Regions from separate parts of the Siniperca chuatsi genome. Here region 2 is linked to region 1. A link is a contact called in public Hi-C data. All regions are on one chromosome and are shown on one strand. The core of a region is the stretch at or near the end of the contact, and the rest is flanking DNA. Distances in the headings are between cores, read along the strand shown. Region 1 holds the start of LOC122869262 (class E basic helix-loop-helix protein 40-like). Region 2 overlaps LOC122869241 (inositol 1,4,5-trisphosphate receptor type 1-like).

Evidence for each region. A called contact is a pair of places that touch in the nucleus more often than the background predicts.
Region 2: a Hi-C map of liver shows a contact between it and region 1, with 3 times the contacts expected there. The contact joins the enhancer-like site here to the promoter of LOC122869262 in region 1. A contact is called at or near these places in 3 of 3 Hi-C or Micro-C datasets (liver, skeletal muscle and an unstated tissue).

The regions. Positions count from the first base shown.
Region 1 is chrLG2:19,540,135-19,545,587 of ASM2008510v1, reverse strand. It overlaps LOC122869262 (class E basic helix-loop-helix protein 40-like), which reads left to right and starts at 2,683. Exons shown (of 5, transcript XM_044182081.1): 1 at 2,683-3,142; 2 at 3,285-3,348; 3 at 3,599-3,706; 4 at 4,085-4,208; 5 at 4,409-5,453. The coding sequence starts at 3,072. The coding sequence ends at 5,322.
Region 2 is chrLG2:19,578,091-19,583,543 of ASM2008510v1, reverse strand. It overlaps LOC122869241 (inositol 1,4,5-trisphosphate receptor type 1-like), which reads left to right. Exons shown (of 62, transcript XM_044182032.1): 36 at 16-136; 37 at 367-551; 38 at 631-779; 39 at 870-981; 40 at 1,708-1,743. Among protein-coding and RNA genes, the nearest start is that of LOC122869241, 35 kb to the left of the region's middle. Within about 2 kb of position 3,388, the one cell type or tissue checked has an H3K27ac peak away from gene starts, as active enhancers do. A contact at or near this core is called in liver, where this site is marked.

The DNA of each region.
Region 1 (5,453 bases), core at 1,434-3,933:
CTCAAGCATTTACTGGCCGAACAGAATAAACCCAATAAATAAAGCAATAAAGGGCAAAAGGTGTTTTCCACAATATTTCCCAGGGGTGCTACAAGATCTATGAGTGGACGAAAACAAAGGTACCATTGTCAGGATTTTAAAAAATCTAATTCAGTGTTAAATTGTGTTACATTTGCCCAGATTGTCTTCAAGGGGCTTTCCTTCGTTGTTGTTATTTAATTACAGCAGAATCACTGTGACCTGTGTTGTGGTCATTTTGTAATTACAGTGTCTTGTAGCCCATCCAATTTCTATCTAATTCACTACACTCAAGGAATTTTCTAACAGACCTTTAGTTAAACTAGTTGACGTGGTCATAGGATGTGAGTCCTTTGAAGCTTAAGAATGAAGACCCTCACTTGTTACTGTAAAAGAGACAACATTTCTGACATTATGAAAAACGTGTTTAATCAGAGTTGTCTTGTGACAGCTGCTACTTTACTTATTTTTGTCAGATAAGTTAGATGGATTGTCCAAATGAACTAGCTCTTATTAGCATGGGGGGAAAAAACATCCAAATCAGGCTTTTAAAGATAATATTTATCTCTAGTGAATTTTTTGTAAGTTGTCAAAATTAGCGAAAGAGTACACCAAACTTAATTGTGATTTAGAAATACATACTGTACAAAAAAGGTCTTCAAGTAAAAACTTTTTTATTAATAATACATATCCAAAATGCTGAAAAGTTCTGCTTTTCAAAATACTGTATAAAAAAAAAAAAGGTCAGGGAAGTTGTTGCCTTCTTGCGTAGCCTCCTGAGTCTCATCTAGCTTGCGAGACTGGATTTGTGTTCCTATCTTTGAAATCAATAACTTGTCCCAAAAAGAGCTTAAGCATGAGTTCATATGATTCAGTTACTGCAGGGATTTTGGTAAATGTGATTTCCAGGCAAAAATCCTGAGACATGTGGTCAAATAAAAAATGTTTAAAAAGCTGGAGGGTAGACACACATCATAATTCCTACTGTGATAGAGATAGTTGCTTACAGCTTCACAAAACTGCCTTAATTCTTGCTTCATAGGGATCCACATTGACTTTAACTAGCAGAGTTAGAACAAATGATGGATTATAATAGGAATGATGAAACAATTCAAGGTCTTGCACATTGATGATTGTGAAATTAAGCGACACTTCCTTTTTACATGTGACATGTACAGGACTGTTGATATATTAGGGTGATTATCCTTGAGTATAGGTCATTAAGATGTAATAGACCTGTAATTGTGTTATGGGGTATGGTGATGTCCTTGTGTATTGAATTTGTTTGGACATTGTATGTATATTTTTATATCAAAATATCCTATTCTTGTAGAGTAAAATAATGTGTATATCAATGACTTTAAAGGCCTTTATGCTTTTATTTTAGCTTTAACATTAGAGATTTTCTAGTAAAGGGAAATATTTGAGGAATCATTATAATTTCAATGTAAATTTCAACAAACCTGTCTTCATACACCTTTTCATTTGCAATAAGAAAATAATTTAATGAAAATCTGCATTAAAAACGCGTGTACTGGTGTGATCTGTCCTTATAGCCTGCAGCAGGCAGGTGCAGCCGCAGTGTGCTGGATGGGCTGGATGTGCCCAGTCCGCTCAGCAGGCTCCCGGGGCCATGAGGAGTTCAACGTGACAACCGGCAGCGCCTCATGACAACAAACACTGACTCCACACACACTCATCCACAGGTGCACGTGGTTCTCCCGCCGTGACCGCACTGTCGATACTGGAGCTCACCTGCCTTCTGCAGACATGTAGATCGATATAATAGCCTACACAGCTGAATGTTTATTATTATTATTATTTATTATTATGATAACACTTTACTTGGATAGTCCGCCTACAGATAGGTTATAGAGTAGCTTATTTATAACATTTCAACTGTTTCGCTGTTGTCTGTAGATGTTTAACAGATTATCAATAAAGTATATGTGACAATTCAATTGGTTAAACCTAACCAAACCTTAATTTGTGAAACAGTTGACTTGTTGAATCTCAACTAATAAGCTGTTGAAATGTTACAAATACTCTATAAACTATCTGTAGGTGGATTATCCAAGTAATGTGTATAACTGTTATCATTATTATTATTAGTATGTTCTGTGAGAACACAATCTAACTTAAAATAATTAGGCTTAAGAAGCTGCCGTTGTTCCTACATCATTAATGGGATGTTGAATATAAAACTACAAATATAAAAACAGCTGACTAACGTTGTCCACTGACTGCAGAGCTCATAATGTTTCTAAAACCTCAATGCATCATTCAACACTCATGAAGGACTCAGCTAAGTGACGTTCACTGCACTTGATGACATTTCGTGGCATCACTGCTGTATAATAAACCTGCAGGATATTATTTATGCCTATATGGCTACTACAGCGTTTTAACTGTCTTACTGATTATTTCTATTTGGCAGTAGGTACCGTACCCACTCGCCTCGCACGTGCCCCAGGCCTGTTGAACTCCTGCACTGCTTAGCTGCCAGCACATTCCCCGTGCGTCGGCGAGCACAGCCTTGTTTCCATACACTTCAGCATGGTGGTACACGGGATCCGACACGCGCCGCCCTCCTCTCTGACGTCACCCGCCGTCCGCCCACTGAGGCTGCTTATCGGTAGAAAGTGGGACGTCCCTCCGCAGAGGATACAGCGCCGTTTAACACGTGAGCCTCATGTGACTGAGGTAGGTCAGGCTGAGCTGAGAGTCAGAGGGTTTATTTAACTCGTCGCTCAGTCCTCCCCCACTTTCCCAACGCGCCACTAAGAGGGTTGCCTTCCTTCAGCGGCGGGACCACGGCGTGGAAATCGCAGGGACTAACTTGAAACCATTTTCACACCCAAAATAACCTTTAAATTAGCAAGACTAGTATTAAATAATAATTAGTACACATTTCTGACCGTTTTTAAAAGCATTTTAGGGCATTTAGCTAACTGCTGCTTTGCAACTTTTTTTTTCGTCACGCGTAAATAAATGCGTATTTATTTGTGACTGCATTGGAAACGTACTTTGACTGCGTAATTGGAGTAAAAAGAATGGAGCGAATTCCAAGCGCGCAGCCACCTCCTCTGTCCAAACACCAGGCTGATATGGCAGACGTGCAGGGGTAAGTTATACTTCTAAATGCTTTTACTAGACTGTGTAGCCTTATCCTCAAACGCACTTGATATGTTATTTGTTCTGTATCATAAACTTCACCTAACCATTACCTCATACCTTACTGCTGTTCTCTCTCTTTATTTCTTTAGGATGGATTTCCCGATGTATGTTTATAAACCCAGGCGTGGAATGAAGAGAGGAGAGGAGAGCAAGGTCCGTTATTATTTTGTATATTGCCAATTGTTAAGTTTTAACCATATAGTTTTTATTAAAGGGTGTGAACTAAAAAGGGAAGAATTAGGCTGGCAGTAGTCTTGTAGCCCCATAAATGGTTGACCTAATTTCTGCTATGACATAACTCCTGGAGTCCTCCCTATCGATGTGACTGCCTCTGATCATAAAGAGCTAGCTGTGTGCTCTCAGATCAGCTGAATTAACCCAATATTGCTGTTTATTCTTGCAGGAAACCTACAAGCTGCCTCACAGACTCATTGAGAAGAAAAGGCGTGACCGGATAAACGAGTGCATCGCTCAGTTGAAAGACTTATTACCAGAGCACCTCAAACTCACGGTAAGTTCATGCCGTATGGAGAGATAATGGGATTCACTGTATTGAGTGGCATGCACCATCGAGTGGCTGTTCGGTGGTATTACATCCTCTGTGCGTCAGTAGTAAAGAGGATGTGTCTTCTGTCATGTGTCATTGTTTAAATTGGTGGTTTTAAAAATTAAAATGTAATTGTAATATAATTAATACTCCAGACTGCATATTATCTGTGTCATTTATATGATCCCTTATCATCTTATTGATTATTTTTGCCTTTGTGGTTGCTGCTGTAGTGTTATGATGATGGGACAGCCAAAGATCATGTGTACATGGGTAGTAAAGCTTAGAGTCTATGTGTTGTATAAGAGGTGAGGATGTGCTGACTGTGTCTGTTTCCTACAGACTCTGGGCCATCTGGAGAAGGCTGTGGTTTTAGAGCTCACACTCAAGCATGTGAAAGCCCTCACCTCTCTTCTGGAGCAACAGCAGCAGAAGATCCTTGCTCTGCAGAGCGGCATGCAAATTGGTGAGCTGCAGATCACACACACACACACACACACACACACACACAAATATGCATGTGGAACAGGATGACAGAATTATGCAGAACTACAGGCAAATAAGTGACTTCAAATATAGCTATAGTTGTAGGGAAATAGACATAAAATCTGCATTGCTACTTCCATGTCAAAATTCTGATGGTGTGGTTTCTTGTTGTGTTTACAGAGCAGCCTCCTGTCAGCCAGGAGAAGTCAGAGGAGATGTTCCGCTCTGGCTTCCACTTGTGTGCCAAGGAGATTCTTCAGTATCTAACCAATCACGAGACTGATGGAGACTTCACGCCATCCCATGTGATCAATCACCTTCACAAGTTAGCTGCAGAGGTGCTGCAAAGTCCGGTCCGACCCCGCACTCCTCTCAGCCCTCGACCTGAGGAAATCCCCACCTACCACCAGCACCAACCTCACAAGGAGATGCCCGCCAGCTTACCCCCTAAACCCAGCGAGGGCTATGGGAGGAACTGTGTGCCTGTCATCCAGCGGGCGTACGCTCCACCGAGCAGTGAGCAGAGTGGCAGTGATACGGATACAGACAGCGGTTATGGGGGAGAGCTGGAGAAGACTGAATCTGGGGCGCCACAGGGACGTCCAGATTACTATGGTCAGGAGAGCCAGCTGAAGCGAACGCTGGGCGAGAGGCAGAGCTCCAGCATCAAGCAGGAGGATGACGAGCCGCGCCACAAACGACCCCGGGTGGAGTCGTCTGAGGATGAGCTGTTCTCAGGTGGAGAATCATCATCGTCCTCTAGCGGTTACAGTAGTTACATGAGCGTATCCCCCAACCATCCGCCTCCTCCACATCCCCTCTGCATGCCTTTCTACCTCATTCCACCTTCTGCTGCAGCCTACCTGCCAATGCTGGAGAAATGCTGGTACCCCGGGGCCATGCCCATGCTCTACCCTGGCATGGGAGGCTCTTCACCCGCCATGCCCAGCGAAAGACCGCCTCCACCTCAGCTAGTGTTGTCTCCCAGGGGAGGCTCTCCAGCCCCAGTCATGTCTCAGACCCCCATGGACTCCCCTGCCCTCCTTCAGGCACTAAAGCAGGTACCACCCCTCAACCTGGAAACCAAAGACTGAGAGATACGAAAAACAGGGGTGAAGAGATTATCCTGTTCTAGTGCCCAGGAGCAGAGACAGTAGTAGGAATGAGAACATGACTGAGCATATCCATAATCCATCCTCATACCTGTCCTCAGCCTGGAGGTCAA
Region 2 (5,453 bases), core at 2,139-4,638, 37 kb before region 1:
TTTTCTTCTTCTCAGACCAGGCAGCCAGTCTTTGTACAGCTGTTGCAGGCAGTGTTCAGGGTCTACCATTGTAACTGGTTGATACCTGTCCAGAAGGGCTGTGTGGAGAATTGTATCAAGGTGCTCTCTGATGTCGGTAAGATCAAGATCCTTCTCAACACTCACATCAACTTAAAAAAAAAGTCCAGTCTCACAAGTTTTTACTTTTAATGTCTAAATCAGTCCATCATGTACAGTAGGTTTAACAGTTTGTATTTTAAGTCATGATTCTTTATTGCATCTAGTAAGGAGAGAGTTTTAAGCAAAAGTTACTGGAGCTGATTTATCTTCACACTGCTCGTGTGTGTCTCTGTGTATACCCGCCAGCCAAAGGCAGAGCAATAGCCATCCCTGTGGACCTGGACAACCAGGTGAACAACCTGTTTGTGAAGTCCAACAACATTGTCCAGAAGACAGCCATGAGCTGGAGACTCTCTGCTCGCAATGCTGCCCGCAGAGACTCTGTGGTGACCGCTTCACGGGACTACAGGAACATCATTGAGAGGCTGCAGGTACAGTATTTGTGCACGTGTTTGCTTACTTACGTGTGTTAAATCATTCAAGCAGTAAGGATGTTTGTCTGGACTGTAGGACATTGTGTCAGCTCTTGAGGACCGTCTGCGCCCGTTGGTCCAGGCTGAGTTGTCAGTTCTGGTGGACGTGCTGCATCGGCCCGAGCTGCTCTTCCCTGAAAACACAGACTCACGCAAGAAGTGTGAGAGTGGAGGTTTTATATGCAAGTAAGTCCTGATACCTTCTTCAGCTAAATATATATGTTATTGACGCATACGTATTATAAATTAGACTTGTGAACTAATGTACTTGTTCAGGCTGATCAAACATACCAAGCAGCTGCTGGAGGAAAATGAGGAGCGACTGTGCATCAAAGTTCTGCAAACACTGCGAGAGATGATGACAAAAGACCGTGGTTATGGAGAGAAGGTAGGAGAAGCTGCCAAGCACAGAATGGTGGGGTGCTATACTTCATGAACACGGTATGAATGTGCATATACTGTATATTGTATTGTATATAATGCATAAATACAGTTCTAAAAATTATATTATAATGTATTTTGTACTTTTCAGAAACTATGAGTAAAACAGTATATTTTGAATGGATTTCTTATGCTCGAGATTCCTCTCATTTCAAGACCAGTCCTACTCCTAATATTTTAATTGAAATGCAAGTAGCACAAGTCTTTACACAAAAACAGCAAAATGAGATACATACAATATGTTTTCATATATGACAAGATTTATGATGTCAATAAATTAAGGATCCATGGTTGTATGTGATTTTACAGCATCAGGCAGACTGCATCACACACACACTCTTAACACAGTAATTGCTAAGAGTAACCTTATTTTGAAAGGAATTGGCTTGTTCTTTCTGTCACATTCACCTCTGCAGTCAATAAGGCAGGACTGAACACTTCTCAGCAGAAATGCTTTCAGCCACACTCACCACTGTATGAGACTGCACTAATTCTGCACTGTGGGAAATATCTATTCATAAATACTATTCCTTCTGTGCTGCTGAAGTTTGATAAGTATCTCCACAGTCTTAACTCACTTAACTAACATGTCATGCTGTATCATTGACCTCTGCTTTAGCTTCCTCCTTCCTGTGTTGTTATCTAACTCCTTAAACCCTCTGTTCTCTTTCAGCTCAGGGCCTTTGATGATGAGATGGATATGCCTAAGGTTGTTTCTCTTTTTCTTCTATTCATGCCCTTGTTTCCCTGGGTTGCTATGTCTGTCTGGCTGTTATGTCTGTGTTACACTAGTAGTTGTTCTGTATCTGTACTGTGGCAGCTGCTGTGGCTGTGTGCTGTAGGTAGCGGAGGCTCTAGGCACAGCTGGTAACAAATACTGGTAGGCTGATTCTGTCTTACACACCTGCTGCACTGTCTGCCTTAAACCGGTGTTTAGATCAACTGAAAACGGTGAGAAAGAGAGAGAGATACTGTAGGGAGATGAGTGCTGTGGCTGACTGCGTGTTGCCCAAGAGAGTTGTGTTATTCCAAGTTCCAAGGTGAGTCACTTGCTGGCTGGGCAAACTGCCAGTGCAGCATTTGCCTCTGCTCACTGTTCTCACACTGGATGCCCTAATTTCTGCCAATGTAAGCACCATATCAAATAAGTCATTTTGGGACATATTTACTGTATATTTGAACATTAACTCCAGTTTAATACTGATGTCACATTTCATTTTACACTCCTAGCAGATGTGAAAAGAGACGTCATGACCTCTCTGAGGCTTTTACTAATTAGAAATAAAAAAGACATGAATAAAGAAAAATAAGAGACACAAAATGAACAACGGAATGCAGCATTGATCAACTGACAATAATCATATACATAACCATGTGGCACACATAAAAAGAAATTGTCATTACATTTAATCTGTGATAACTTTTAAAATGATAATGAGCTCACAATAATAAATAGGCTGGCATTCCATATCTGTTCCAAACAGTTCAGGGGAAAATGGCCATGTCTGGTTACACTAAAAGATGATGGTGAATATAGTAAAGCCACAAAAGCCATATCACTTCCGTCCCTCTCTTTTTCTTTTCATCAAGGTGTTTTATTGTCTCTGTCAATGTTCATGTTTTTGTAGGGTGTTTCCCCTGTATCTGCTTTAGGGGCCAATAGAGGGCACTGTGACTGTGTACGTGTTGTAAGTGTGTGGGGCTGTGAGGGGCTGTGGCAGTCATTGAGGCTGTGTCCTAGTTTTCCTTGCTTGAGAGCTGCACGATTCCTGGGCCCCTGCCAACTCTGGGCTGAGGTTACATAAGAACCAGGCTTTTTTTCCTGGAACTCAGCCCCTCCGCTGATGTGTGACCTTCAGCAGTAATTGCCAATAAAAGTGTGGAGGAGCTGTTTACGCACACTGCCTGCGTGTGTGTATGTGTGTCTGTCTGTGTGTGTGTGTGTGTGTGCACCTGTGTGTATAAATGTAAGTTGCAGTCATGGGGGTGGAGGGGTGGGAGCTGAAGGGCTGTTTGCATGTGTGAGAGAGAAATGATCCCTACACACACCTGTTAAATGTTGTATCTCTGTCTCTCTACACATGAAAAGCAGCTCTGATGTAAGAGTGCCCCACCCCCATGCCCCTTTTTCTCCTCTTTTTCCCCTTTTGGCGCCATTAAATCATTGTGACACAATTCCTCAACGACTCCAAATACTCCCCACTTCCACTCACACACTTTCTCACTTGGATGCAAACACACACCCACTCTGTGTAAACTTAATGGAGTCGGCTGTGAGTGTTTGCGTAGGTGTGATATGAAAGTGCATCGTTGGCTGATGTCTCTTCTGTTGCCCTTTGAGTAAAGCAGAATAGCATAGTATATGATTAAAGAGGAACGGTGAATATGTGAGCTTGCTGAATAGGACACATGGCTTATATGTGTCACATGAGGTTGATCTATACAGTAGTATTCTGCAAGTTATTATCAAGGCATTTTTTTGAAATGGAGATAGCAAGAGATGTATTTTTGACCTCCCCAATGTGTGCAAACCACACCGATACTGTTGCTAAATGTCAGGGAGGTGATTATCAGCTAAATCCATTGCTCTTTGGCTGTCAGACTTATGTAAGAGCCAGAGGAGTTCAGGATACACAGTGTTGAGCTTTTGCTTTCTGTCTCCCCTCTTCACCTGGCCGTGTGTGTGCGTGTGCATGGTCTAGTCAAAGCAGTTATGCAAGCCCGCCGTGTTGGAAGTAAGTCATGTTTCATCCCTTTCACCTCCCTGTTTCTTCCCTTGGCAAGCTTGCCGGTGGACGGATTTAGAAGAAAAAAATCTTCTTTCGACTTTTAGATGCATTGCTCACTCTGTTCAAGACAGAAATTAATTTTACAGTGCTGGTATAGAAGTATGTCAGTTGCAATGAAAATGACAGAGGCACAGTCTTTTAATTTAGTCTGCATTTCTGTCTGCGCATAACGAGCTGCCAAGTGGTAAACCCCAGTTTTCATGTCATTCACCACTGGTTTAACTATGACTCAGTCTCAGCCTGCAAAGACTCAATGACATGTTTATTTACGCACTTTTAGAAAAGTCACCTAATTACGTAGAATGCACTCTATGTGCATGTGTGTGCACGCTCATTTATTTCCTCCATTGTTGAACTGAGAGGTGCGAGCATGATCAGGGGTTTGCCCCGGGGAGTTTCCAGTTTGGTGGAATGCTCTGCAATAGGGGCGGATGTGGCAGCTGTGAGGGGTTACTCTGTGGTGTCTATGGTCAGACTGGGGCTGATTAACTGCACATATCTACTCTGATCAGCATATTGCTTTGTGGTTGGATGTGGTGTCCACAGACTTGTGGAAAATGTTGAGTACTGAGTGTGCAGCCCCCTGACCTGCTGTTGAACTCTGTCCTACTAAGTTGTCTTCAGGTGGGATCAAATCAATTGTTGCACGTGTCAAAAGTAAGTTTGACATCTTGACACTAAAAATCCAAATAATTTCTCAAGTGCTAAGCCGAGTACAAGTCATAAACTTTGAGGTTTGCTCGTCAACGAAAGTACTGGAAATATTAGAAACGTTTGCATTTGCATTTTGTGCATTCCAAAGCATTTATGTGAGTATATTCTGTGTTTTCCCTTTCTTCTTTCACATTGTGTCTATGTCTGTCACTTTCACTTTCTTGATCTGTCTCACTATGCTTTTGCCCCTGCCCCCACCCACACTGACAAACAAACTCTCTCTCTCTCTCTCTCTCTCTCTCTCTCAGTGATCTCTCTCTGTCTCTCTCATACAGAGAGAGACAGAGAGAGATCACTGGGCATGTACCTCTAAAATTGTAGTGTTCCTATATGGGTTGAGCAAATTCTCATATTTCTTAAGCTAAAAAAAAATTAAAAACCCATTCAAGTATCTGAAAAAATATACTGTCACAAAGCTGAAAACGGTCCTGTTTTTATTAATTCTAATAATAAATAGTTTTCAAAGGACATCAAGCTTTTGAGTTTGGGGAGCATTTAATTCCTGGGGTGAAGATGTTCTGTGTCGGGCTAGGGGCTGTGTGCTATTTTTGAGCAGGGGACTCTGCACAAATGTCTTTTGTCAGTGCAGCTATACTGTATAATACATAAGCAAGGTCCAGAGTGTACTGTAGTTTGTACTGCACTGTTTAAGGAACCTATATGTGAGTATGAAAAGGATGTGAATCATGTACAGCCTTCACAGTCACCGGATCTCAATCCAGTTGAACACCTATGTGTGATTTTTGGAACAACATGTTAGACAACGCTCTCCACCACCATCATCAAAACACCAAATGAGGGAATATCTTTTGGAAGAATTGTGTTACTTTCCTCCAAAACAGTTCTAGAAACTTGTAGAAACTAAGTGAAGTGTCACCTATCTGTAGTTCAGAGTAATTCACTAGCATGATGGTCA